Linked DNA regions of Gadus morhua: region 1 is linked to region 2. A link is a contact called in public Hi-C data. All regions are on one chromosome and are shown on one strand. Each heading gives the region's core, a stretch centred on a gene start, on an enhancer-like site or on the middle of the called end of the contact. The rest is flanking DNA. Distances are from core to core; before and after follow the strand shown.

Region 1 (5,999 bases), core at 2,442-4,941, 180 kb after region 2:
GATGCACTATGACAGCCCAGAACAAATAGCTCATGGAGATGGTAGGAAAAACACTTAGAAAACGGGTGTCCATTACAAGCTAATACCCTAACAAATACATGAAGCGAGCGTAAACTGTTCTCTCCTTTCAAAAACGCTTACGACTCTAATGGAATTCTGACTGACATGCGGACCAAACCATCCCGGTTTTTTATTTTTTCCCAACATGAAGCCACTAAATACTTCCTTGGAACATTCAGAGTGAGGCAATTTAGGCAACGACACGGTGACACAAGCTCGGTAAATGACCTAAAAACAATAAAATGTAAACGCTCGGAATAAAGGTGAAAAGAAACTAAATAAATAAAGGAGTCCCTTGGCTAAAAGAAAAAAAAAACATGGTGGTGGTTTATATAAGGGAGACCAAACAAAACAAATAATGGAGCCAGATTTAAAGTTAACAAGAAAAAAATGAGGAGGAAAAAAAAGGAGAGGAAAAAGCGAATGAGAGAGGGAGAGACAGAGAGACAGAGAAAAAGATATAGAGAGAGAGACAGACGTCTGTCTGCCTCTCTCCCTATCTTTCTCTATGTCTGTCTCTCCCTCTCCCACAGACAGAGATAGAAGGGGAAAGAGAGATAGTGTGTGGCAAGAGGGAGAGAGAGCGAGAGGCATAGAGAGAGAGAGAGAGAGAGAGAGAGAGAGAGAGAGAGAGAGAGAGAGAGAGAGAGAGAGAGAGAGAGAGAGAGAGAGAGAGAGAGAGAGAGAGAGAGAGAGAGAGAGAGAGAGAGGGATGGAGATGGAGGGAGAGAGGGAGAGCGAGCTTGGGTTGGAAGCGAGGGAAAAGAGAGCTGGGGCTGGCAGGGTTTCGGCGGAGCTGCTTGGCGGTTCAAGAGTCCTCCAGCACGAGGCGCCAGTGTGTCCGGCTGGGGGCCCTGACCATGAGCTGCCTCACCCCCCGAGAGCCACGGCCACAACCCCCCCCCCACCCCCCCCACCCCCCCACCCTCCCTCTCTCTCCCCCCCCCCCCCCCCCCCCCCCCCCCACCCAGCACCACCCGCACCGCCACCCATCCAACCCCAAAGCTCACTGGCAGGCAGCAGCAGCGCTCCGTTGGAGGAGCTGCCGCCACCACCACCACTGCTGCTGCTGCTGCTGCATGTTTATTTAATACGCAGAAAGAAATTGAAATATCTTTGTGGTTTCAACACGCATACATGCACAATGACATGGCGCGCACACACACACTCGCACACGCACACAAATGACGCACATGCCAAATAAAAATAAATAAATAAAGTGGAATAATAACATTCTCTTGACCGAGGGCCAAGAGTAGTGGGAGAGAGGGCAAATCTTTTTCTTTCTTTCTTTCTGTCTTTATTTCTTTTTGAGAATGGCGTTTGTTAAAAAAAATGAGGGAGCAGCGAAGTGGGAGGTGTGTTCGTGGCGGATGCTACATGGAGTCATAGCATGCAGCATGGCGCTCTCACTTCCATAGAAGAGTCAAAACAACGAGTAACCAATCCCTGAATCGAACATCCAAAGTATACTATACAGACCATATGTCAAACGTATGGTCTGCATTAATGTTGATGCCAAAGGCATTGATGTAAAGACTCCTATTTGCATATTGACACTATCTTTGTTGTGAGGCAGCACTTGGAAATAAGGCAAGAGTTAAACCATTGTTTCAATGGGTATAAATAAAGAACAAAGTGTTGATAAATTAATTGTGATCCATGTACAAATTAGGTTTGAGTGTGCTAATGCATCCAGATGTTTGAAGTGTGAGATTGTACTATATGCAAACACGTGTGTGCGTGTGAATGAATACACACACACACACACACACACACACACACACACACACACACACACACACACACACACACACACACACACACACACACACACACACACACACACACACACACACACACACACACACGTCCACAATTGACGCTGTTGATCGTTAAAAAGCAATTCCTTCAGACAGAAATCCTTTAAACAGCCTTTGGTTTTTGGACTTTGCTATCCCCCTACCCCCTCTCCCCCCCTGTCTCCTCTCTCCTCAACAGCCACCAACCACTGTTCCTGCCAAAAATAACACGGGAGCGCCACTCGAACCCGCGCCTGGCCACAGAGCTGCCTGGCCGCAAGAGAGGGATCAAAACACACACAAAAAAGGAAACACATCATATTGTGGAGGGAGGGAAAAAAAGAGCGTTCATATAGCTCCACGCTTGACGATATTTACTGATGATTTTGGCAACCAAGGGACCACATATACTAATGCACTGGGCCAGGAGTGGGGTGAAGGAAGGGGAAATTTATGGGGGTTGTGCGTGAGTGTGTGTGTGTGTGTGTGTGTGTGTGTGTGTGTGTGTGTGTGTGTGTGTGTGTGTGTGTGTGTGTGTGTGTGTGTGCGCAAGTGTGTGCGTGTCTGTGTGTGTTTGTCAATGTCTGTGGGTAAATGTCTTACAAAGGGAAAGAGAGAAAGAAAGGGGTGAGAGTGAGGAGTGAGAGAGAGAATATATAAGAATATGTACAGACTTTCATGTATGTGAGCACATATGAGTATAGTCTTGGCATTATTATTTATATTCCACCACATGTATTTACGATTCACTGTAAAATAACTGCATATTGTAGAAACACTAGCCAATGATGGTCATTCAATTGTGGTGTTGGACCAGCAAGTAGGGGTCTGTAGAGCATGGAAAATTAGTGCTGAAGATAATTAAGATGTTGAGGGCTACAATGGGATACAATGGGTACAATGTTATGGGGTCAAACAGTTCAGCTTTCGCAAGCGGGAAAAGGTCCTAGATTTTCTCATGAAATAAAGATCTCAATATCTCTGATGAACGTGGCTCGATTAGTTGTTAAAAACAAAAGCAACAATAGCAACATTATATATTATCTAATTTACGCAAATAAATGTATAAGGTTATATTTACATTTATATATAATTTACAGTTATCGCTAAAATATTATGACACATAGAATGAATGGAGAAATTACCAATTACAGCTGGGCATCCCTGAGGCCCTGGTGGAAATGAAGACTGAAGACCTAGGACCTTCACTGATTTTACAGCGTATCGTTGAATGTCTGTCCCCCCCTTGAGGAATAATCTAGCCATTGCAAATAGGGAGCAACAATACTAAATATTTAAAAAGTGATCTGATGTTCTGCATTTTTCTAAACCGATATTAAACTCTAAGCTGCTTCCTAAAATGTATGCCTGCTTTGTGTAAAAGGGGCACCGATTACAACCTAGCACAGTAGGCTTAATATATGAAAATAATGGGTCATTAAATAATTCCTAGACTTCAGATATGTATCCGTGAAATCGTAATATTTATAAAACACACACACACACACACACACACACACACACACACACACACACACACACACACACACACACACACACACACACACACACACACACACACACACACACACACACACACACACACACACACACACACACACACACACACACACACACACACACACACACACACACACACACACACACACACACACACACACACACACACACACACTAGTGTTTGTTCGTTTTCGGCGAACCCCACCCGCCTGCCATAGAGCCGGTAGGCTCCGGATGATAAAACAGGTGGCTCCATTTTCGGACGGACCAATGAGAAGCCGGGATCACGACAGCTCTGTGGACGTCAGATTTTATAAAACAACTGCAATTTGGGTCTGCCTGCCGGAGGAGGGTCTCGTTTCCTCTCATGTCGCTCCCTCGGCTCTTAATCAGAAAATCCCATCTAATGAAAGCAAGTGTCTCTTCTGGTGGGGGGGTTCTGCCATCCGAAACCGTTCGGCTCTATCTTTGTAAAATAGGTAATGAACGACGAGTCAGCACCGGACAGCTGCACGAAAAACTCTGGGTGCTCCAGGTAAGAATTAACGCACTGCTAGCTACTGTGCCTGAGCTAATGTCCTAGCATAATATAACAGCTAATCATAGCAGATGTGCATGAGCTATTACATTTGTAATTGCACATGCCACATGGCTTTTGATCACTGCGAACGGACGATACAATCTTCTAAGTAACGCTATCTTGGTTAATACGATATCATCAAAAACTCATGATGTATTTTAGCTGATTAACATACGTGCTACTTCAATGGTTCAAAGTAATGTATGCCATTGAAGGCTGTTTAATTCCCTCTAGTATTGAGCAAATGCTGGCTGTGAATCCCGGAAAGACGCCGATCAGTCTGCTGCAGGAGTATGGAACGCGGATAGGCAAAACCCCAGTGTACGACCTGCTGAAGGCGGAGGGACAGGCCCACCAGCCCAACTTCACCTTCCGAGTCTCCGTTGGTGAGATCAGCTGCACCGGCCAGGGCCCCAGCAAGAAAGCGGCCAAACACAAAGCAGCTGAGGCTGCCCTGAAGATGCTAAAAGGAGGCCTGGGAGGTCTCATTGGAGTTAGCGTCGGAGAAGAGGGGTTTATAAGTGTTGAGGAAGCTGTTGAAGAAGACAGGTTAGCAGAGCATCTAAAGTTCCTCCCTCTTTCGGTTTGAGGAAGTGTGTATTGTGCACTGCAGTGTATACTGTATATGTTCCAGACTTTTACGCCATTATTGGAAGCAATATCATTATGTTAAAGTCCAAGTGAGCATAGTGTTTCTACATACTGATCTGGCTTTGCCGATATGAAATATGTTAACTGGACCTCTTTTGCAGCACCCAAATCGAAATGAAGACATCCAGCACTTCACAGCAGTCAGAATGCAACCCTGTGGGAGCTCTGCAGGTAAACTATGATCACAAATCCACTTAATTAGTATAAATGTGAACAATATAGATTATAGATCTTTCTCATGAAAGCAACATTTAATTGTACATGGAGCTTTCTATCTCTGTGTGCTGTTGTGTGCCCGTGCATACGTATGCATTTGTGAGTACAAATATTTCCACACGTACAAATGCTCCCCCAAGGAGCTGGTGGTGCAGAAAGGCTGGCGCCTTCCCGAGTACACCGTCACCCAGGAGTCCGGCCCAGCACACCGCAAAGAGTTCACCATGACGTGCCGAGTGGAACGATTTGTAGAAATAGGTAAGAATGACTTCTATGAGACGTGCAACATTTGTTTGTGTATCCTGATCTAGGTGAACGTGAATACACAGTACAGTGTATGTAAATGTATGCCTAGGCATATTTTAAGCGGTGCCTTTTGTGCGGTAGTGCAACAACAGCGTTAGTTGAAATGCCCTGTGATCAGATATTGAACATTTGTTAACAAATGCAGAGATTTGAATAAACAGTCATAACTGCTGTCCATCGATCGTCTGTTCTCTCAGTGAACCATGAGAGGATAAACTTGGCTCAGCCCAACGCAGGACAGCATACGATACAATCCTCTGGTGTGGCTGTGTGACCTAAGGCTCCTGTCCCTCGGCAGGAAGCGGCACGTCCAAGAAGCTGGCCAAGAGGAACGCGGCGGCCAAGATGCTGGCCCGCATCCACGACGTGCCGGTGGACCTGAGGACCCCCAACGAGGCGGACCCCGAGGACGACACCTTCACCATGGTGAGCGACCGGAGACCCCAACCCCCCAGTAACAACGCATAGGATCCCTCTTATGAACGCTCCATTCAAACAGTCGTACAAATACGATTTTGAGATTCAATTTGGCATGTCGGGAATGGAAGAGCATGCTGGAAATGTAGTGGCATTGTTGGGTATACTTTTATGTTTTCGTGTTACGTTTATTAGCTTTTTCTGACATTGTGTTTTGTTTTGCCATTATTGTACATTGTAAAACCTCAGTATTTCACGAAGTGAGCATTTCCTCGTCTCAATCCGCAGAACATGGGCAGCCGGGCGGAGTCGGGGAAGTGCAAAGGCCTGGGCTGCACGTGGGACTCGCTGCGGAACTCGGCGGGGGAGAAGATGCTCCAGCTGCGGAGCCACCCCCTGGGCACGGCCCCCGACTGCACCTCCTGCTCCCTGCTGACGGACCTGTC
Region 2 (6,631 bases), core at 1,759-4,258:
AGAGCGCAGGATTGATCCGGTGGAGAGGGGAGAGTGAGCTGTCACAAACTATCAGGCCGCTCAAAGAGCCACAGTTCGCTGTGCACGCGAGTTTGCAACACTGCTGGGGAATGGTGAAGAGGATCCGAGTAGTCTCCTGGGGCCAAATTCTACAGGCGAGGGAAAACCCACACGCATATAGCTTCACAGGACTACAAGGAAGAGAGACAAGTTTCGCATAAAGGAAATTGAATTGCAATAATCAATGTTGTCCATCAAAGGGCCATTAGGTCTATTATACACCGTCCCGTTGCTTTCAAAGCAGTTACATTGTGAATTCTATTTAAAGATGCATTTAAAGTTATTCTGGGGCGAATAAATTGTAAATATTGGCATATTATATGATATCACAAATTATATGTTGTGCAAATATTTTACCATTAATTTCTTAAGCCCTGTCCCAATTGGCCACAGTCAGCCTCAGCATGCTCATTGTCATACATTCAGGAATGACTGGTATGCAAATATTCTGTAATGCTCTTACAGACCATTGTTCAAGGAAGTCTCCATTCAACATGAAATATTGAGTGCAAATCTAAAGCAGTGTACAGTCCTCCTAGCCCAGCATTGCCAGACCAATTCACTGTTCTCGCAGGCTCATCTGGTTGCCAGGCTACAGTTCAGCAACTCTTAGGACCATTCAGAAAAACGTTGTTAACTTCAGGCCAAATTTTTGATTTGGTGTTTGAATACATGTTTAACTCTTAAAATATGCCAGTAGACTTTGTAATGGACCTGAAGGGCAATGCAACGTCATGCAAGTATCTACTGCATTGTGTTTGTGGTCTGTTCAAGACAAAGCCGTCATTTTCAATGATACGCGTGTCTCTGTGGTCTGCTGTATTTACCCACCCACGAGAAGCTCTCTCACACACACACACACACACACACACACACACACACACACACACACACACACACACACACACACACACACACACACACACACACACACACACACACACACACACACACAGACAGCTGGGCCCTACATCCCGTTTACACGGTATGAGTAGACCCTATGAGTTAACTACACACGCAAAACACTGGGCTCCGCTGCACCGATCCAATCTCTCCATGACATGGAGTCCACTGCATCAGAGTCCAGGGCACGGTAGTAATCAGAGCTAACGCCACCGCCGTGCATGGTACATGGCACGTTTAATCAGGCAAGTTGCAACCGTCATCAGGGACTAATCTCTGAAAGCTGGGGTCAAATATGAGCGAGTGCAGGCAGGATTCACATGGGAAAAGCTCTGGCTTTTCTAAGGCTTTAAGAAAGGTTATGAAACAGTGAAAAATGCAATGCCTACAATGTGTTTTATGATTTTATTCAAATCAATGTTCAAGTATGCATGCAAGAACAAATTGCATTCTAGAGAGACAGGCCTTCATTGTCTCCCTGCTCTGTTGTGTAAGGTTTATGAATAGGATTGTTTCCTGGGTGAAATGTCATAGAGAAGTCTGAGATAAGAGATTTGAGAGGAACGTTTTGGCAAGCCACTACACCACTATGGTACTGAGATATGTCAGAGCATCATCTTCACATCTCCTATAGTGCTAAACAGGAAGCTCACAAGCCCACGCAGAGAAGGAAACACACGTCCACAAAACCAATGCTTACCGACATTATAGAGAAACGAGGCACGAAGTTGGTATTTCTAAAGAAACGTAGATGAAAAGTAGGCCTAGTCTCATCTAGCACGAGTCTAGTATGCTCTTTGTTGAGCGGTACCATTGATGTACAACTTTAGACATTTTGAAATTCAGCAAGCTCTTCGACATGCCATCTACGATCACTACTAAATAAATGCCTAACCCTTAACCTTGTATTTCTGAATCCTAGGGCTACTCTGCACTCTCTCCAGTTATTGTTGTTGTTTTTAAACTAGGTTGTGCATCAGTAGCTACTACAACTTATTTGGTAGCTACTCCAAATTGTATTGCAGAATGCGCTTTGATGGTTCTAACTTCTCAGCCTCACTTGCACGTCACTCTGGATGGAAGCGTCTGCTCCATGACTAATGTCAACTGCGATATGGTTAAAACAACAACAACAAGCATTTGGAAGGCGCTGGGCATCCCTTGGCTAGAGTCTTAAGCCTGTTCAGAAAATACACTACCTACATGCATGTAGACGCTGTACACATTGCAAAATATGTAGGACCACACCAGTAGTAATACGTGAAAACGTTTAGTAGTGATACGAATTGATGCACTCGTAGTTGGATATATTTAGAAAGTATATATGCTAAATATATATATATATATATATATATATATATATATATATATATATATATATATAGCATTTGTAATACATTTTCGGACACAATATCGGGATGCTCAAGAGATAGGCCTAATAAACAAGGCATTCCCTTGTTTATTAACTCTGATAAGAACCAAATCGATTTATAAGCGTCCTACTGATTTGCAGTCTAAACTCACTTGTCACCCGACTTGTGCAGCGTAATTATTTACATTTTAAGTGGCATCAAACTAATACATTTGACGATGATCCTAATGAAGTTAAAACAGGTAGAGAAGCGGGCTCACCTTTACATCAGGGTACAGCTGGTCACGAAGCGCGCGCACTGACAGCTCGTGCAGGACATCCGTGAAACGGCTGATCTGGAGCAGACACACAACAACCTCTATGTTCTCTGAAGAAATACCATTAACATGCACTTTTGTTTCCAAACAACAAAGTACTTAACTATTCTTGATGTACTTACACCACTTCACTCTCAAAATTCTGCAGAAGCGTTTGTAAGCCAATGAATTAAAAAGCTTGCGCCCGGTCGAATTCAGTTGGTTTCAAATTGGTTAAAATGTGCCATATGGTTGCATATTGGACCAACCAGAGTCGACGGTAATATCCGCTAGGGTGCGCACACTTTTACTGTAATAACGAGATCCAGGAGTATTGTGCTTCGTAGAATCGCAGGCAATCCACCCCGCCCGCCGCTGCTACACTGAAACAATAAGCAAGGACATCCTCAAATTGTTGCTGGTGACGTACACGAATAAAAAGATGGGCGTTGTAGTCCAATGCAGGCCCAGACAGCATTGCTCCGTACGTATTGGATGTTGTAAAAAAACTACATTTTCGCCATATGTAATCCATTGAACAGAACTTGCATCAGCGCATGGACAACGGCACTCGCCGACAAAGTTAGGTGTTGACAGGGTCTGTTTTCGTTCATTTACACATTCTATACATTTATCCAACATCCTGTTCCTGCCGGCCTAATGAAGCTCTATATAAGTGAAGGCAACCCACACTGCCTAAAAGTAGTAGCTGCTGTTGAACTGACTCTAGTACAATGTGATGTACAATGTGTCAACCACGAAGGTAAGAACGCATGGCTACAGATTCATTAGTTCTGGGTTGTTGTCATCAATCTGTCCACAATCATGAATACTTTCTGTTTTCATAAATAGAAGGAGGTTGCAATTGGGATAAATCACTGCGTTACTGGACATATTGTGTGTGTGTGTGTGTGTGTGTGTGTGTGTGTGTGTGTGTGTGTGTGTGTGTGTGTGTGTGTGTGTGTGTGTGTGTGTGTGTGTGTGTGTTTGTGTGAACTAACGTATTGTTACACGCTTACTACTCCATGATCACACACTATTGACATGGAGAAATCTGCTGTCATGAACACCATAACAAGTATTGTGTCCGTCACACTTCAGAAGCAGATGGAAAAGAAGAAGACGATCATGTATTTAGTTCACAAGGACGCATGTTCTTGACCACTATACAATAGGGATGCAATCGAACAGCCTTCTGTGTACATTCATTACGTTTCTAGCTAATACATGTTGTATGCTTGCAGACATAAGGATCAGAAAATGTTTAAAAATACCTTAGATATCCCTGGTGTTAAACATAGTAAGGCTAGGCTAGGGTTGGAAATGCTGTAAAATCCTATCCAGACAGTTTTTCTGAGTACTATGAATCCCAGCTGTAGCTATTAGACCAGGTCACATGTATGAATGGGATATTACTGGCCTATGAGGCATACGACTACTGTATCCCATTCTGATTCTAGGCTCATTGCCTTCACAAAATTCTGGGCCATTTGTCCCCGTTTGCCAATGCACCATGCTCCCCATCTCATGAACTTTAACTGTAATATTTGAATTGGCACCTAAACTTGTTATGTTTTGTGATCTGATGGATGATGTCTTGCTCACTTACTCTTCCCTATTTCTTTTGGGTTAATCATTTGGCTGGAGGTTGGGATCACATACATTTCACAGACGGAATAAGGAAGAATATTAAATAGCAATGTAAAGTTAAATATATAAACGGTTCAAGCTGGTTGGTAAAGAGCACTTCATACTAATGAACAGGGAGTCCACAAGGTGTGTTCTTGTGGTTTAGCGGGGAGTGTTTAGCCTGCCTGGTCCAGTCATTTCTCGTCCACTGTGTTGCGATCCTGTTCTCCTTGTAGAACAGGATGGCGTCTAGCCGCACAGCCAGCAGCATCTGCCATGTGGATCAATGGCATTGATGGAGGGCTAAAAATAAGTTCTGGTGTAGGGATAAAACGATGATGACGTATAGGATTAGCAAAAAGTGTCTTACTATAGAATTCTGATTTTCTTGATTACATTGCATGCAAAGACTTTACTTATTAAGTATTTACAGGCAATACTCTACCTTGTTGTACTGCAATTCAAAATGGTAATTTCATACTTGCATACATTTCTATTCATTGAAATAAAAGAGGACTGATTATCACTTCTGACTGAGGAAGAACGATGTGCATTATTTTATCTTCATCTTTGGTAGCGCAAAATGTGAGCACTTTGCATCGTGTCGTTGGTGTGATCATTTCTCTGCGTGTGATTGTGTGTTTCCTCAGAGAGAGTGGTGCCCTTCCTCAGCCGTCCTGCCCTGCCAGCGCTGCTCCTGCCCAGTGGAGGTCACCTATTCAGCTCCAACGCCATCTGCCAGTGAGTAGTCACCCAACTCTCCAAAGGCATTTCCTGTTTTGTTGCATTTTTTGTATGTTTACTGTTGCCCAATCTGAATGCTTACACCAGATTAAGGTAGTTACTTTCGGTTCTGCTATGAAGGTATTTGTTTGAAACAAGTGGACGGAAACCCAACCCCCTCATCAACCAGTGGCTTGAATGGGAGACCACCGAACTTCAGGTAACCCTTGTTGTAGGCCTTGAACAGTGAAGTCCTAAATGGATATCAGGCAGCAGTAACCTCACAGAAAGATCCATACCCTCCTTCAAACAGGCATTTTGTGAGATAGACGGTGCCTGTAGGCAAGGGCGTTTGTCGACGGCCTCTTCTGTATGTTGTGTGTGCAGCCTGCCCTGCTGCAGGCCCTCCATATGGCAGTGTTGCAAGGCAAAGCTACAGAGGCCTCGAAGATCCTACAGGGACCCCTCTCCTACCTGGACCAATGCTTGAGCAAGGGGACCACGCCATGTCTGACAGAGGTAAACTATGACATCTGTGCGTGCGTGTGTGTGTGCGCGTGCGTGTGCGTGCGTGCGTGCGTGTGTGTGCATGTGTGTTTGTTTGTCTGTGCGTGTGCATGTTGGTGCGTGTGTGAGAGTGTGTGTGTGTGTGTGTGTCACACACCAACATTTGGCATGCAATATTTATGGCAGAAGGATGATATGCGTATTTATCACTCCCTGACACAATTGCATATTCCTAACAGCAAGTCTCATAGTTTGCAGCGCACCCGTACCAAGTAAAAAAGTCCTGATACACTTTGGGAAATGAAGGCAATGTCTTAGCCTCCCAAGGGCTTTCTGGGCTTTATGTTTCTCTGAACAAGGGCAGCATACATACTTTTGCTTAACTTTCTTACCTACTGTTCCTCCCTGTGGTATTTTAAATATATTTTTGAGTAGTCAAACCTTGAGAGGACATTTGTATCAATTGTTAAAAAATAGTTAACACATTTATGTTGATGCAATGTATTTATTCACAGAAATGTGTGTTTTTCTAGGAATCCGTTTCGGTGGTTGACGTTGTGCTTTGGGGCGCTCTTCATCCTTTTCTGTCTGACTCCAGTCCAGCTCTCGGTGGGTAGCCATTCTGGAATTAGAAACTGGCGTGAAAATAAATAGGAAAATCTCTTATACCTAATATTTGTATCTAGAAAACATAGATATGCTTTGGATTGATCTTATCTTACGTGACCAAGCGTTCTGCGGTCTCTCGCCCTCTCGCTTGCGTTTGCCCCACCAGGTGAGTGGAGGTGTGTGCAGGCGTGGTTTGAGCGGCTGGCGGGTGAGGAGGCGTGCCAGGCAGCAGTTCTGAAGGTTCTACCCGGGAAAGGCCTGGAGGTCCTGAAGCCCTTTGTGCAGAGGCAGCCCGCACCCGCCTCCAGCCAGCGCAGAGACCCACAGTCATGCAACAGCACCGCCTCAGAGGTAGCAGTCCGGGTCCACGTCTTTTTCTTTGGCCATGTAGTGCTTCCTCCCACCTCCATTATTCAGTTTGGGAGTTGGAAACATGGGCGAGTGAGTTTCTAGCTCCCCTCATATGCCAGAAGGACATCGTCTATAAGAAGAACAGAGAAATGGTTTTATTTCTATTTGGAGCGTCTGGTTG

Evidence for each region. A called contact is a pair of places that touch in the nucleus more often than the background predicts.
Region 1: a contact with region 2 is called in a Hi-C map of blood, with 7 times the contacts expected there. The contact joins the promoter of tarbp2 here to the promoter of arhgap9 in region 2. A contact is called at or near these places in 2 of 6 Hi-C or Micro-C datasets (both in blood).

Annotation. Positions count from the first base shown.
Region 1 is chr13:15,695,498-15,701,496 of gadMor3.0, forward strand. It overlaps tarbp2 (TAR (HIV) RNA binding protein 2), which reads left to right and starts at 3,692. Exons shown (of 7, transcript XM_030375000.1): 1 at 3,692-3,918; 2 at 4,198-4,512; 3 at 4,716-4,785; 4 at 4,971-5,088; 5 at 5,435-5,562; 6 at 5,842-5,999. The coding sequence starts at 3,866.
Region 2 is chr13:15,516,641-15,523,271 of gadMor3.0, forward strand. It overlaps arhgap9 (Rho GTPase activating protein 9), which reads right to left and starts at 3,009. Exons shown (of 21, transcript XM_030374405.1): 1 at 2,775-3,009; 2 at 2,596-2,670. mars1 (methionyl-tRNA synthetase 1) reads left to right here and starts at 3,153. Exons shown (of 21, transcript XM_030374428.1): 1 at 3,153-3,394; 2 at 4,911-5,001; 3 at 5,125-5,203; 4 at 5,371-5,502; 5 at 6,024-6,099; 6 at 6,266-6,450. The coding sequence starts at 3,292.